Linked DNA regions of Sus scrofa: all the other regions are linked to region 1. Evidence: chromatin contacts called from public HiChIP or PLAC-seq data. All regions are on one chromosome and are shown on one strand. Each heading gives the region's core, a stretch centred on a gene start, on an enhancer-like site or on the middle of the called end of the contact. The rest is flanking DNA. Distances are from core to core; before and after follow the strand shown.

What was found. HiChIP or PLAC-seq counts read pairs in DNA pulled down with a chosen protein or histone mark.
Region 2: an H3K27ac HiChIP or PLAC-seq map of alveolar macrophages shows a contact between it and region 1. The contact joins the promoter of CCDC107 here to the promoter of FAM221B in region 1. A contact is called at or near these places in 2 of 5 promoter capture datasets (fetal liver and liver), 4 of 47 Hi-C or Micro-C datasets (embryonic fibroblasts, heart right ventricle, psoas muscle and 1 more) and 2 of 2 datasets of contacts at active chromatin or transcription factors (alveolar macrophages and skeletal muscle).
Region 3: an H3K27ac HiChIP or PLAC-seq map of alveolar macrophages shows a contact between it and region 1. The contact joins the promoter of TPM2 here to the promoter of FAM221B in region 1. A contact is called at or near these places in 2 of 2 datasets of contacts at active chromatin or transcription factors (alveolar macrophages and skeletal muscle).

What each region holds. Positions count from the first base shown.
Region 1 is chr1:236,548,712-236,553,209 of Sscrofa11.1, forward strand. FAM221B (protein FAM221B) reads right to left here and starts at 2,289. Exons shown (of 7, transcript XM_021065906.1): 1 at 1,713-2,289. TMEM8B (transmembrane protein 8B) reads left to right here and starts at 2,048. Exons shown (of 13, transcript XM_021065841.1): 1 at 2,048-2,177.
Region 2 is chr1:236,378,706-236,383,203 of Sscrofa11.1, forward strand. CCDC107 (coiled-coil domain-containing protein 107) reads left to right here and starts at 1,867. Exons shown (of 6, transcript XM_005660223.3): 1 at 1,867-2,045; 2 at 2,132-2,286; 3 at 4,188-4,248; 4 at 4,335-4,425. The coding sequence starts at 1,940. LOC106509199 (a long non-coding RNA gene) reads right to left here and starts at 4,189. Exons shown (of 2, transcript XR_001306517.2): 1 at 4,085-4,189; 2 at 1,305-1,606.
Region 3 is chr1:236,407,134-236,411,631 of Sscrofa11.1, forward strand. It overlaps TPM2 (tropomyosin 2 (beta)), which reads right to left and starts at 2,483. Exons shown (of 9, transcript NM_001129947.1): 1 at 2,272-2,483; 2 at 1,716-1,841. The coding sequence starts at 2,385.

The sequences.
Region 1 (4,498 bases), core at 1,039-3,538:
TCCGAAATCCATATTTCCAGCTCATAACTCTTTAAACACCTGTACTTCATAGTCATACCAACTGCCTCTGGGTGTTGCTAAATGGATGTCCCACAGGGCATCAAAACTGAACCCTGAGAATTATCCTTGTCTTTTCCTTTCCCCTCAGCCCTTATCTTCAAATGGAGACCAAGGACTCTATTTCCTATCTTCTAAATATCCCCCAGGAGTTCCCATCATGGCTCAGCACTAACAAATCTGACTAGTATCCATAAGGATGCAGGTTCGATCCCTGGCCTTGCTCAGTGGGTTGAGGATCTGGCGTTGCCATGAGCTGTGGTGTAGCTCGCAGATGCAGCTTGGATCTGGCGTTGCTGGGGCTGTGGCAGAGGCCAGCAGCTACAGCTCCGATTTGACCCCTAGCCTGGGAACTGCCATATGCCACAGGTGCAGCCCTAAAAAAAAAAAAATAGAATAAATAAAATAAAATAAATGAATATCCCCCCAATCCATTCTTTCCTTTCTCTCCAAATTTGTTCAAGTTCTCATCATTTTCTAGTTCAATTATGTAATAACTTTGCCTCTCTGATACCTTTCCCAGCATATTAATCCACTCAGTCATTCTTTCTTTCATTGACTTATGAAACTTACACTTTTACAAAGAGCTGAATCTTAAAATTTTTACTCAGGCACTGGACTCATTTGAAAGAGTCTGGATAGGAGTCGAGTTAACCAAAATGACCTTACCAATGAGTTGGTGTTTTGCTGGGGTACGCCCAGGATGCTGTGGGGAGTGGGGTGTGCCTCATTTATCTTGGGAGGATGTCCGCAAGGGGTCAGTCCTCCTCAATGACTTGGGAGAGACTTTTCTAAAATACAAACCCAACAATGGCATTCCCTTGCTTAAAAAACACTTAGTGCCTCAGCCTAAGGATTAGGTCCAAATTTCTTGGCCCTGACAGTCAAGGCCTGTCATCATTTGCCACACTGCCCAAGGATTCTAGCCTTAACTTCCCTTGCTCTCTACTTTGTCCCATGCTCCAGAAATAGTACATTTTTTTCTTTCTCTCTTTCTTTCTTCCTTCCTTCCTTCCTTTCTTTCTTTCTTTTCTTTCTTTCTTTCTCCTTCCTTCCTTCCTTCTTTTCCTTTTTGCATTTTAGGGCTGCACCTGTGGCATATGGAGGCTCCCAGCCTAGGGGTCAAATAGGAGCTACAGCCATAGCAATGCCAGATCCGAAACTCGTCTATGGCCTACATCACAGCTCACTGCAAGGCCAGATCCCGGATCCACTGAGCAAGGGCAGGGATCGAAGCCGCATCACCATGGATACTAGTTGGATTTGTTGCTGCTGTGCTACAGAAGCTGCATCCTCATGGATACTAGTTGGATATGTTGCTGCTGTGCTACAACGGAACTCCACATTTATTATTTCTTAAACTCATCAAGGCCTTTCCAAAGGGGAAGTTTGGGTCAGGAGGTAGGATGATGGGGAGGAAGATGGCCAGATATTTAGCAAGAGAAAAATGGGCCAGAGGGTGAAGAACCAAAGGATGGGAGGAGAGGGAAGGAAAAAGAAGGGGAGGAAGGAACTGAGTGGAGAAACGTGGGGGCGGGGGGGGGATAAGGATGAAACACAGGAAATGGGAGGGGGTTGGACTGAGGTGGGAAGAGACAGACAGTATTAGAAGGGAATGAGAGTTTGGAGGAGGGGCCGTTTGAGAGACTACATACCTCTGGGCTTTGTTTCAGCTGTTACAAATCCTTAGATCAGGATCTTGTCTGAAGCTGGGAAAAGAAAATGTTGGCCCCAAGGGAGAGGAGGCACTTGATTGTAGATGAGCCCTGGCTGCGGGTGCTGTGTGGTGAGAGGCCTTGCCTGCAAGTTACGACTTTGGGAGGGAACTTGGACACCTGCGGAAATTCGCAAAGGAGCTGTGGCCAGTTCTGAAGGGTGGGAGGAGGTGGGTCGAGGTGGGTCCAGGCCAGAGGAGGGAGGGTCTTGACTGAAGCCTGTGGAACCCAGGCTGGGGAGTAGTGCATCCGTCACCGTGGCAACCGGAACGCCCAGTAGTCTCCGTGGCAACAGCAGTCTGGCCACCTCACGGGTGGGCGAGGTCTCCTGAGGGGACTGCATTGGATCCAGAGGAGAGAAACCTAGAGGGATCACTTCTTTTAAGAGGGATTCGAGGGATCTCTGTGAGTGTTTTTTCGGGATCTTTTGAGAGTCTCTGGGGAGGGCCTGCAGATATCTCTGGGGAGGTCCGTGGGTGTCTGGGTTTGTGAGGGTTCCTAGAGATGTCTGTAGGATGGTCAGTGGAGGTTATGAAGATCCGATGGGGGCTTCTGGGTTCTTCGGTTGGGGTGAGAAAGAGACTCCGGTAGCTGGGGCTGGGGCGGAGTCTGTGTTCGAACCCAGCAGGGACAAGTTAGAGACCAATGGAGTAGAGCCAGGGGCGGGCTTTAGTAAGAAGGACCAATAGAACTAACCGGGGGGCGGAGCGTCATATGACGTCAGGCAGAGGCCGCCGCCGCGGGGCCTGGTTTTCGCCGGTCCAGCGCAGCCCGGAGTCGCCCAGGCCTGAACTCCTACCCAGGTCCCCGGCCCGGCCCCAGCCGGCCCGACCCCGGCCCCGGGCCCGCGAGGACGCCGCAGGCCATCCCTCCGGGGGTGGGAGCGGAGCCGCGGGTCAGCTCTGCGAGCGCCCGCGCTGGCCTGTCCGGCCCCGCCCCCGCCCCGGGCCATGGCCCAGCCCTTGTCCCGGCCCCTGGTCCCATCCCGGTCCGGTCCTTGGCCCCCGACCCCGCCCTCTCCCCACTTCCCAAATCGGTTCCAGCTCCGGCCTGGGTCCCAGCGAATGCCCAGATCCGGGTCCCAGCTCAGGCCCCCACTCCAGTCCCAGTCCCAGTCCCAGTCCCAATCCCAATCCCAGTCCCTGGCCTGGCTCCCGTCCCAGCCCCTGCACCTGTTTCACCTCCTTTCCCAAATCCCAGCCCAGCCCCTGTCCCAACCCCATTCTCAGTATTTACTGAAGGCGGGGGCCCAATCCCTGCCCTTGGTCCAGTCCCCATCACAGCCCCTCCTTCCACCACATCGCTTACCCTTATACAAGCTCCAGTGCCCAGCCCAGCCCAACTCTTTACCCCAGTCTTTGTCCTCATCTCTGTGTTTACCAAAGTCTCTCCCACTACCTACCACTCTCTCTCATACCCTACCCTTCTCCCAGCCTCGACTCAGGTCTGGGCTCCAGCTGCCATCAGCCTTACTGCTGCTGTTGCTGTTGTCTGTCCTTGGCCCAGGGGCTGGTGAGTGCAGAAGCAGGAAAGACTGAAGCAGGGATGGGGTTTTGGCAGGGAGGGGCTGACTAGAGGGATTCAGGAGAGGTGGGTCCTGGGCACCTAGATCATTGGGGAAGAAGCAGAGAGAAATAGGAAGGAGAGAAGTCTTATGTAACTGAGAGGAATGGTGAGGGTCGAAAGAGTGGTAACTGTGGGCTCGAGGCTCAGCAGGTGGCTTAGAGTCCTGAGGCCAGAGATTCCAAGGTTTTCCTTCTTGGGGTCCATCCTGACTCTACTTCGACTCTTGTTTTTCCAAAAAAGTCTTGAGGGCTTTGCTCCTGCTTATGAAGTTAGATGGGGGAGACACAGTCCCTCAGCAGAGAGCCTCTAGTTCAGTGTGGGAGAATCTGGCTTAAACTTTTGAGGTACTTGGCATATGTTTAAAACGAGTTTTAAAAATAACATGTAAATGGACTTGGGTTAGCTGCCATTATAATGAATTTTCTTCCGGTAATGAGTCTTTTTCCAAATAAGCTTGATTTGCTTAGGAATAATTCTTGACACTTTTAGAGCAGGGCCAAAGCTTGAGACCATTTTACAGGTGAGGAAACTGAGGCTCAGCAAGGGATCAGTTTGCCTGAGGTCTTACAGCTTGTCAGTGGCAATGCTAGGGCTAGAAAAACGTTCCCCAATTCTTGTCCCACACTAGTGTTTTGTTTTGTTTTTTCACTGCAGTTTTATGCCCAATAGGAAAACAGATGCAAGTGCAGAAAGGCTCAAAGCACAACCTGTCCTCTCCCCCTTCTGCCCACAAGGGGGCTTCATCCATAAACTTTCCTCATTTGCTAGTTGTCAGCCCAGGGCCACCATCCAGTGAATGGGAAAGAGAGATATCCAGCTTCCTAGTGAGTGGAATGTGGGAGGAGGAGGGGGGCCTGGCTGTAGGAGATGTGCCATAAAGATGGTCCTATAATAAAGAGTCTTCATGACCCCACCCCCCAGCCGTCGCTGGTGGGGGGCACTTTAGATGGGCTGGAGATGTGCCATAAAGTTGGCCTTATAATAAAGAGTTTTTACAGCCCCACCCTCCAGCCATTCCTGGTGGGTGGCACTTTAGATGGGCTGGAGATGTGCCTGAGGAAGCCTTTGGCCATAACAACTAGCAGCTGGGGATGGGGGCTGTGTTTCCATGAGCTCTGGGGTCCTGGTTCCATTACAGACTTGAGGGGGTCGATGTACAC
Region 2 (4,498 bases), core at 617-3,116, 170 kb before region 1:
AGGGAAACAGGAAGCCGTTGTGGGAAAGGGGAATCGCTAAAACAAACAAAAAACAGAATTCTGGGCTTTCTATCCTGTTCCACTGATCTATATGTCTGTCTTTGTGCCAGTACCTTATGGTTTTGATGATTGTTGCTTTGTAGTATAGTCTGAAGTCAGGGAGCCTGATTCTTTCAGCTCCATTTTTCTTTCTCAGGCTATCTTTGGCTATTCTGGGTCTTTTGTGCTTCCAAACAAACTTTAAACTATTTTGTTCGAGTTCTGTGAAAAACGTCCTTGGTAATTAGATAGGGATTGCATTGAATCTGTAGATTGCCTTGGGTAGTATAGTCATTTTGATAGCATTGAGTCTTCCAATCCAAGAGCATGATATGTCTTTCCATCTATTTGTGTCATATTTGATTTCTTTCATCAGTGTCTTATTGTTTTCAGAATACAGGTATTTTGTCTCTTTAGGTAGGTTTACTCCTAGGTATTTTATTCTTTTGGATGCAATGGTAAATGGGATTGCTTCCCTAATTTCTTTCTGATCTTTCATTGTTAGTGTATAAAGATGCCGTTGATTTCTGCAACATCTTCTCAGATCCACCTCTTAGAGTAATGTCAGTAAAAACAAAACTAGGAGTTGCCATCGTGGCGCAGTGGTTAACTAAATCCGACTAGGAACCATGAGGTTGCAGGTTCGATCCCTGGCCTTGCTCAGTGGGTTAAGGATCCAGCATTGCTGTGAGCTGTGGTGTAGGCCGGTGGCTACAGCTCCAATTCGACCCCTAGCCTGGGAACCTACATATGCCGCGGGAAGCGGCCCTAGAAAAAGGCAAAAAAAGATTTTTCTCCCATTTGTAAAGACATGGAAACAACCTAGATGTCCATCGACAGAGGAGTGGATCAAGAAGATGGGGTACATATACACAATGGAATATTACTCAGCCATTAAAAGGAACGAAATACTGGCATTTTTAGCAACATGAATGGACCTAGAAATGATCATGCTAAGTGAAGTCAGTCAGACACTGAGACACCAACATCAAATGCTTTCACTGACATGTGGAATCTGAAAAAAGGACAGAATGAACTTCTGTGCAGAACAGATATTGACTCACAGCCTTTGAAAAACTTAAGAGTTTGCAAGGGAGACAGTTGCGGGGGGTGGAGGATGTGCTGGGGTTGTGGGCTGGAAATCCTATAAAAATGGATTGTGACGATCATTGTACAACTATAAATGCAATAAATCCATTGAGCAATAATTTTTTTTTCTTTAAAAAAAATAAATAAATAACCACCTTGTTACCTTCCAGAAAGGATTAAAATCAGCCGTGCTGAGAATGAGCCCCGTGTGGTTGGTGCGCGGAAGCGCACTGCCTGTGTAACTATTTCGGCTGACGGATGACATCCCTGCCACACGCCGCTCGGCGAAATCGCTTCTTAGCGGATTAACCGTGAGGTGCAGGGACAGTCTACGTGCAGGCGCACGTGGCACTCTCTGCCTTAGGTCCGGGGACTTTCCCCTAGGCGTAAATAAGGAACTAGTCCCTCGTTTGTAGCCTAGGAAACAGGCCTTCAGCACGAGCTTCACTGGTGGGTGGGCTCCTGTAACCTTTTATAGCTGGAAGAAAAAATTTATTTTATGATTAGGGTGAGGATGTGGACTAGTGTGGGAAACCACTTTATCGCATACTCTTCTAAGGTTGTAAGCTTCTGGACACTTTCTGGCTAACCGAATCCCTAAATGGAGATAAGAAATGAACTAATTTCTAAAATAAACTAAGCTGGGCTCCCGGTCCTATGCAAATAAATCCTGGCCCCGCCCATACGCTAGGTGGGCGTGACCTTCCAGGGAGGCCCGGAGCGGAACGGGCTCCAGGGCGCGCGTGCGCGTGCGCATGGGCGCGTGCGGCCAACGCCGGCTCCTCCCAGGTTCTCCTGTAGTCCGCCTGCAATGGCTAGCGTGGTCTCGCTAGCGGGTGCGGTGGGGCTGCTACTTATGTCTGCGCTGCCCGAGGTCCTCGGAGACCGCTCCAGCCCCGACCGCCCGGCACACCCAGGTACCACCGAGGTCTGTTAGAGGGAGGCAGGGACTGCCTACCGGCCCCAACCCCCAGCTCTACTGACCCGCCTCTGCCCTCCTCAGGAGACGCCGCCCAGGTCGGCCCCGAGGCCACAGAACTCCGGCGGCGGTCGCCGCCGCCCAAGGATCAGCGCGACCCAGCTCGAGCCGGGGCGTTGCCCTTGGGGGCGCTGTACACCGCGGCCGTCGTGGCTTTTGTGCTGTACAAGTGTTTGCAGGTGCGGGACGACGAGAGGAGGGAGGGGATGCCCGGGTTCTGAATCTCCCGTTGGGTCCCTATGGTACCAAGAACAAGACTCATTTTCCTGTCCATCTGTAAAGTGAAGACCTGAGTCCTCTGGGTTTCCAGCCTTATGAGATTATTTTGAGTAGCTATCGAGGTGAATGGCACTTGATAAATTGTAAATAAATAATGACCATCCCATTTAATCCTCCCATCAATCCAATGTAGGGGTTAGTCACTTGCTCAAGGTCACCCAGAGCTAGTAACTGGTGGAACTGGGACTTGAACCCAGCGACTGTCCATACTACAGTGAGTGCGGTTCCTGGTAAGATTCCAACCTTGGCACGAGCAGCTGATTACTTAGCCAAAGTGTTTTTAGAGTTCGAGGTACCAAGCAGTCTCAAGTTCTTGGGAAGGAGGCTCTGAAATGTGAACTGATAGTACATTTTGGTAGATTCAAACTGTTGAAATGGAACGTAGTACCTCCCAGGGCTCTGACTTTAGCCGTATCACTTAATTGCATTGGGAAATAGAGGGCTGAGCCAATTTGGAGATAGGAAACTAGGAAGGATAGCTAACCATGATTCATAATAAGACTGGACAAGCTAGGATGAGGGCTGGACAAGCTAGGATGAGGGACTGAATATAATGATGAAATTCAACATAGATAGATAATACTTTTTTTTTTCTTTTTTTTTTTTTTGTATTTTCCAGGGCCACACCCTCAGCATATGGAGGTTCCTGGGCTAGGGGTCTAATCGGAGCTGTAGCCTTCAGCCTACGCCAGAGCCGCAGCAACACCAGAACCGCAGCAACCCCAGATCTGAGCTGAGTCTGCGACCTACACCACAGCTCACGGCAATGCCGGATCCTTAACCCACTAAGTGAGGCCAGGGATCGAACCTGCAACCTCATGGTTCCTAGTCAGATTTGCCAATGGCTGAGCCACGAGGGGAACTCCAGATAATAAATTCTATTCTTGGACCCAAATATAGTCTGGAAGAAACATAATTTAACAGCAATTTATTGATTAATGAGGTTCAGTTGTGTGATGTGACAGCCCACTTCCCAAATCAATGCTAGGAAGAAGGTATTTTGTTCTTTATCTTCTGATTAGAACCCTGCGGGGGAATTCTATTGAGGGCACAACTTTAAGAGCACTATATCCTTTTTTTTTTTTTTTTTTTTGCTTTTTTTGCTTTTTAGGGCCGCACCCAAGGCATGTGGAGGTTCCCAGGCTAGGGGTCGAGTAGGAGCTACAGCTGCTGGCCTACAGCATAGCAATGCAGAATCCAAGCAGCATCTAGGACCTACACCACAGCTCAGGGCAACGCCAGATCCCACTGAGCGAGGTCAGGGATCAAACCTGCAACCTGATGGTTCCTAGTCGTGTTCGTTAACCACTGAGCCACGAACTCCCAGCACGATATACTCTTTAAACAAATCAGAGTAAAACTACCAGAGAAAACCATGTTAAATGAGCATTGACCGAGAAAGACTGGCACTATTAAACCAGAGAAGACATGAGAAAGGGGGTAGGGGGATATCGTGTTGAAAAGATATGATTTTGGAAGGCTCTGATCAGCACCATAATCAGATACATGAAGGACAGTTTTTGGCACTGTATGTAAATTAATAACCAGAGCTTTATCAAACTGGAGAAAACTGCTCCTTCCTGGAGGTGTTTCAGTAGACTGAATGACCATTTTTTGGGGTTACTGACATGTTGCTTCCTGACCTGGGTAAGGAGCTAGACTAGATGTGATTGTGATTCTCTGAGGTTAAAAACTCACTTGCTTTTGCTGCCTGAAATTCTCCTCCTCCTATTGGCTCTGGAAACTGAGGTTATGGAGAACTGTGTTGCTGCAGTGTTGTCCTTTCCTTTTTCCATAGCAGGGGAAAGATGAGGCTGCTGTTCTCCAAGAGGAGGCAGGCAAGAAGGAATCATTGCAGTCAGGTGGGTTTTGCAGAAGTCTGTGCTTGGTGGGGGATTAGGGGACAGAAAGTCAGTAACCATTGCTCTCCTTTTCTCCCCTGCACCAGAGCAACAGCTGGTCCAGCTGACACAACAGCTGGCCCAGACAGAGCAACACCTGAATAGTCTGATGGCCCAGCTGGACCCCCTTTTTGAGCGGTAAGGAGAGCAACGACCCTGTGGCCAGGGGAACTTGTAGGTGGGAGAGGTGCGGACAGAGATTGGGCAGCCT
Region 3 (4,498 bases), core at 1,233-3,732, 140 kb before region 1:
GGAAAGGAGAACAGACCAGTGTACAGGAAGGAGAGAGTGAAAGGGAAGAGATGGGTGGCAGCTCTGGGGGCAGAGGGGGTAGAAAGCAGGTCCTGAGTGATACCAGAGGGCAGAGGAAACAGCACCATATATAGAAAGTAGTTGCAGCTTATCCTTCAGGTGCTGAAAGCCACCTAGAGTGACAAGAGCCCATCCTGGGCACAGGGCCGGATGACTCAGTGTGGAAGGATTCTGGGGACAGCACTGGGGGTTGGGAAGAATGACTCTGGGGGACACAGGAGGTCTATTCTAGAGAGAGAGATGAAGGTCTGTAAAAGACTCGCTTCATAGTAGTGGGGTGACAAATGACTGGAGAATCTGGGAGATCCTAGGGCCTGCATCACAGGATTGACTTTTGCCATTTTCTGCTTCTTAAGCTCTTCCCAGTTCTGGATGCTACTCTCTAACCACAGGACAGGCACTGCTGTCCCCACTGGACTAGTGGGAAGCAAGAGAGTAAAGGGAAACTGAGGCACTGTGTAAGTTAAGTGCTGTGCTCAAGGTCACACAATAAATTTGGGCAGTTTCTTATCTACTCCTCACACTGCCTCTCTGCTTCCCTAGCTCTGTCCCTGGCCTCCCCAGCTCCCCTCCAGCCCCCACTCAGCTCCTTGGATTTCCAGTCCTGCCTCCAGCTGCACTGGGCCTTGGTTATTTATAGACTGTCAGATGCCCGGGGCCATCTTCACTAGCAGCTGCAGGGCAGCTCCCTCCCAAGTGCCAGGACTGGTGAAGAACAAAAACCAAAGGCTGGAGGTCAGAGAAACCAATCTTGGGGGGCTTGGGGGGATGGGGAGCACGGCTAATGGTCAACACAAACCGTAGTGTCTTCTTTCATCTCGGCCGTTCAGACCATGCTCGTGCTAATCCCTGCATCCACCCAACCACAGGCTCATCTTAAACAATCCTGGGTGGAAGGCAAATGGGGAACCTGAGGCAGAGAAAGTACCATTGCCAAAGTCTTATGGCTGTTCTCCTACCTTAAGGTGGGGGCTGGGAAGAACAGGAGGTAGAGAAGTCTGGTTAGGGGGTGTGAGGTGGGCAGAGAAATCTCAGAGTGAACAGGAGCTGCCAAGGTGGTTGCCTTGGCATTAGTGGCCCTGTCCCTCTGCCCTGTGGCCTGGCATGGTCTCAAGACTGACAGCTTAATGAGGGTAAATGAGGGACCGTTAGAACCTGAGCTGGGGCGCCAGTACACAGCAGGGCCACTGGAGCCAGAGGTCAAGGCCAGGGAATTTCTAATGGCCCCCCAGCAGTGTAACTCAAGTCAAGGCCCATCTGTGGATTCCTCTCCCCTCCTCCTGCCTAACAGCACCTCCACCCACACCCCATACCCCACAAATGTAGCTTCAGTCTCCTCTCCATCTTCAGCTGGAAGATTAGTTGAGGTGGATGGTAAATTCTTGTGCCACCCGCCCCCGCGATGACTCACTGCTTGATCACTGTGCCTTCTAAGAGCTGGAACCAAATGGAATTAAAATGTTGTGTTCTCAGGGGGAAGTGGTAAGTGGTTTTGATTTACCCACTGTCTTGGATTAATTGTGCAAGCTTGCCCTGGCCTGCGTTCCTGAGAGGAAACCGTCTCTGTCCTGATGGTGAAAGTCCCTCTCATCCCCATGTCTGGAACCCCTCCCAAAGCACTGAGTCTCCTACTGTCCCCCCAGGTTCACACTCACGTCGGTGGCCTTCTTTTCAGCCTGCTCCAGTTTCTCCTGGGCATCCTTCACTGATTCGGAATACTTTTCCACCTCATCCTCCGTCCCTTTCAGCTTCTTCTGGAGGGCCTGCTGCTCCTCCTCCAGCTGGGAGAGAGATGCCTCAGTCAGCCAGGCCCAGGCCCAGGCAGGAGGCAGGGGTGTGTGTGAGGGGTACTAAGAGATATATAGAGGCTGACAGAGAGGAAGAGGGATAGCAGAGGAGGGTCAGGGCAGCTAGGGGTGTGGGAGGGAACTGGTGGGAGTAGAGAGAAAGCTTCCAGCCCCAAGGAGCAAGGCCCATCATGGCTCTGTAAAGGGAGGAGTGGAAATTAGGGGACTGGGGCTCCTCGGACGAGGGTGGGTGAGATGAAGTGTAGCTCTGGCTAGGGCCCTGGGGGTACTGTGAAGGCCCAGCCCCCACACTGGATGGTAGCGAGGCTTGGACGGCAGGCCAGAGGCTGGGGAGCACAGAGTGGCACAGGCTGCCCTTGTTGCGGATTGGGGACAGAGGTTACACAGAGCCTGGGACCCCCACCTGCTTGCAGCGGTCTTCAGCCTGCTTCTTGTCAGCCTCCGCCTGCTCAGCACGGTCGATGGCATTCTCCTTGTCCAGCTTTAGCATCTGCATCTTCTTCTTGATGGCATCCATGGTTGCTGTTGGGGACCGGCCGGCCGGCGGGCAGTGTGGACCGGGCGAACGGGACTGGCTGTGCTGACTGGGCGCACGGGTGGCGGACGAGGAGGACCTAGCGGGGCTGGGACGTCCCAGCCGCGCGGGCGCCTAAAAGGCTGGGAGGGACCGGGCGGAGCCGGGGGCCAGGACCCTCCCCCATTGCAGCCCAAACCTTGTAGGGGCAGAAGCACAGCAGGGTTGGGGGGGGCGCGGCCACCCCCTACGCCCACCCCTTCGGAACCGCCCCCTAGGGCTCCGCCTCTCCCTCACCCCATCCCCCCCAGCCGTCGGAAGGGAAAGTAGCTGGACGGTCTGCTGAGAAAGACACTAGCGCTGTGGAAGGGAGGGGACCTTGGGGCAGGGGGCTCCGTGCTTCTTCTGAGTGACAGCCTGGCCCGGTGGCAGCTGCGGCTGGGGCCCCTGAGGCTATTTCAGGGCTTGAGCTCACGGCAGCTGCCCCAAGCGCAGGGACCAAAAGGCCCCCCCTCAACTGCAGCAGCCGCTGCCCTTAATTTAGAAGTTTCCTGTAAATCCCCTCGGATTAAATGTCTCTTGGGAGGCGGGGCTCCTCCGCAGTTTGAGTGCCTCAGTTTACCCCAGTCCCAGATGCTGGGTTTTTGCTACGGACATGGTGGTGATAGTGGAGAGTCTTACCAGAGACTTGGGGAAACTGAGGTAGGAGGCGAGCCCAGAGCCCCGGCAGCCCTTCGGAGCGAGGACCGGCTTGTTGCCCCCGAGGGCGGGCCTGACCTCTCTTCCCCTCGCTTCCCCTTCCAGCCCCTGCCCCTGGAGCCAGGGCCCCTCCTCTACCATCGCCGAGCACGCAGAACCCGGATCCGCGCCCAGCCCGCCCCGCCCCCCACGTGCCCCGCATATTTTCCGCGGCCACTTCTGCCCCGCCGGACCCGCGCTCCCCGCCCCCATCCCCACCCCCACCCGGGACGAGTCGCTCTCCGTCCCCCTCCTCACCCCGCCTCGCGGTCCACCGGCCCCACCGCCCGCCCCCCACTCACCCCCACCCATCCCGATTTCCCCTAGCTTCCCTGTGCGCCCTCCCTTCTCCTTCCATTCTCCTCCCCTTCTCCCTGCGGACTCTCCTCCCTTCCCCTGTGGGCCAACTTTACGCTGAAATTTCTTTTCTGCCCTTTTTTGGGATGTTTCCCGTGGGGAGGCGGGGCCGGAATGGGGCAAGGAAGGCAGGGGCGAGGGCAAGAGTTACGGAGCTGCTGGGCGTCTGGAGCTGGGGGTGAGATGTTCCCTCTGACCGAGGCCGCCAGAAACAGCTCCCGGAGCCGGGAGCCGTGGCCTAGGGTCGGGAAATCGGAGGCACCCGTGCGAGGCTGTTTGTTTTCGCTTTTTCCTTGGGGTGGGGTGAGGGGAGAGGAAGTGGAGAGCCGCCTTGGGGTGGGGGGAGGGGAGACCAGGGTAGGCAGAGGAAGCCTCGCTCCCCAGGGGCAGGGGGGCGGGAGGCCTGGCTTTTGCTGGCTGGGTGGGAACCGTGGGAACCATAGGTCCACGGCCAGGGGAGGTGGGGGCGGAAATGTATTTAGATCTGCTTAGTGGACCGATGCTACACATGGAACAAACTTGACCTCTGTCCCCTCCTCACCCACCTCCCGGTCCACCGGCCCCACCGCCCGCTGGTGTTCACTCCATCTCCCTGTTCTCCCCAAACTCTTGGAAGAGTCTTCCATCCACCCTGTAGCCAGTGCCAGACCTCTCACTTCCCACAGTCCCTTGATCCTGTAGGTTCTGCTCCTACAAATGAGCTTCTTCCACTGAAGTCTCCTCCTCAGGCAGCTCCTTATATTACCTCCTGCCTGGGTCTGTTGTGAACTCCTGACTCCCCCAACTCTCCTCGACCTTGTTACACAAAGATCTTTGAAAAAGTTGGTACAAGTAGGACCCTAAGATGCTCCAAAAGCCCCTCCCTTCGCCCTCCCTCTTTTGCCAGTAAAAGTCACATTTCTTAATATGGTGTATCAGGCCCTTTGTTTTGGCACCTGCCTACCTCTCTAGCCCTACCTCCTTTCAGTTCCAACCTCACTCTCAGCACACAGATTTGTACTTCATGTAGCATTCATACTGA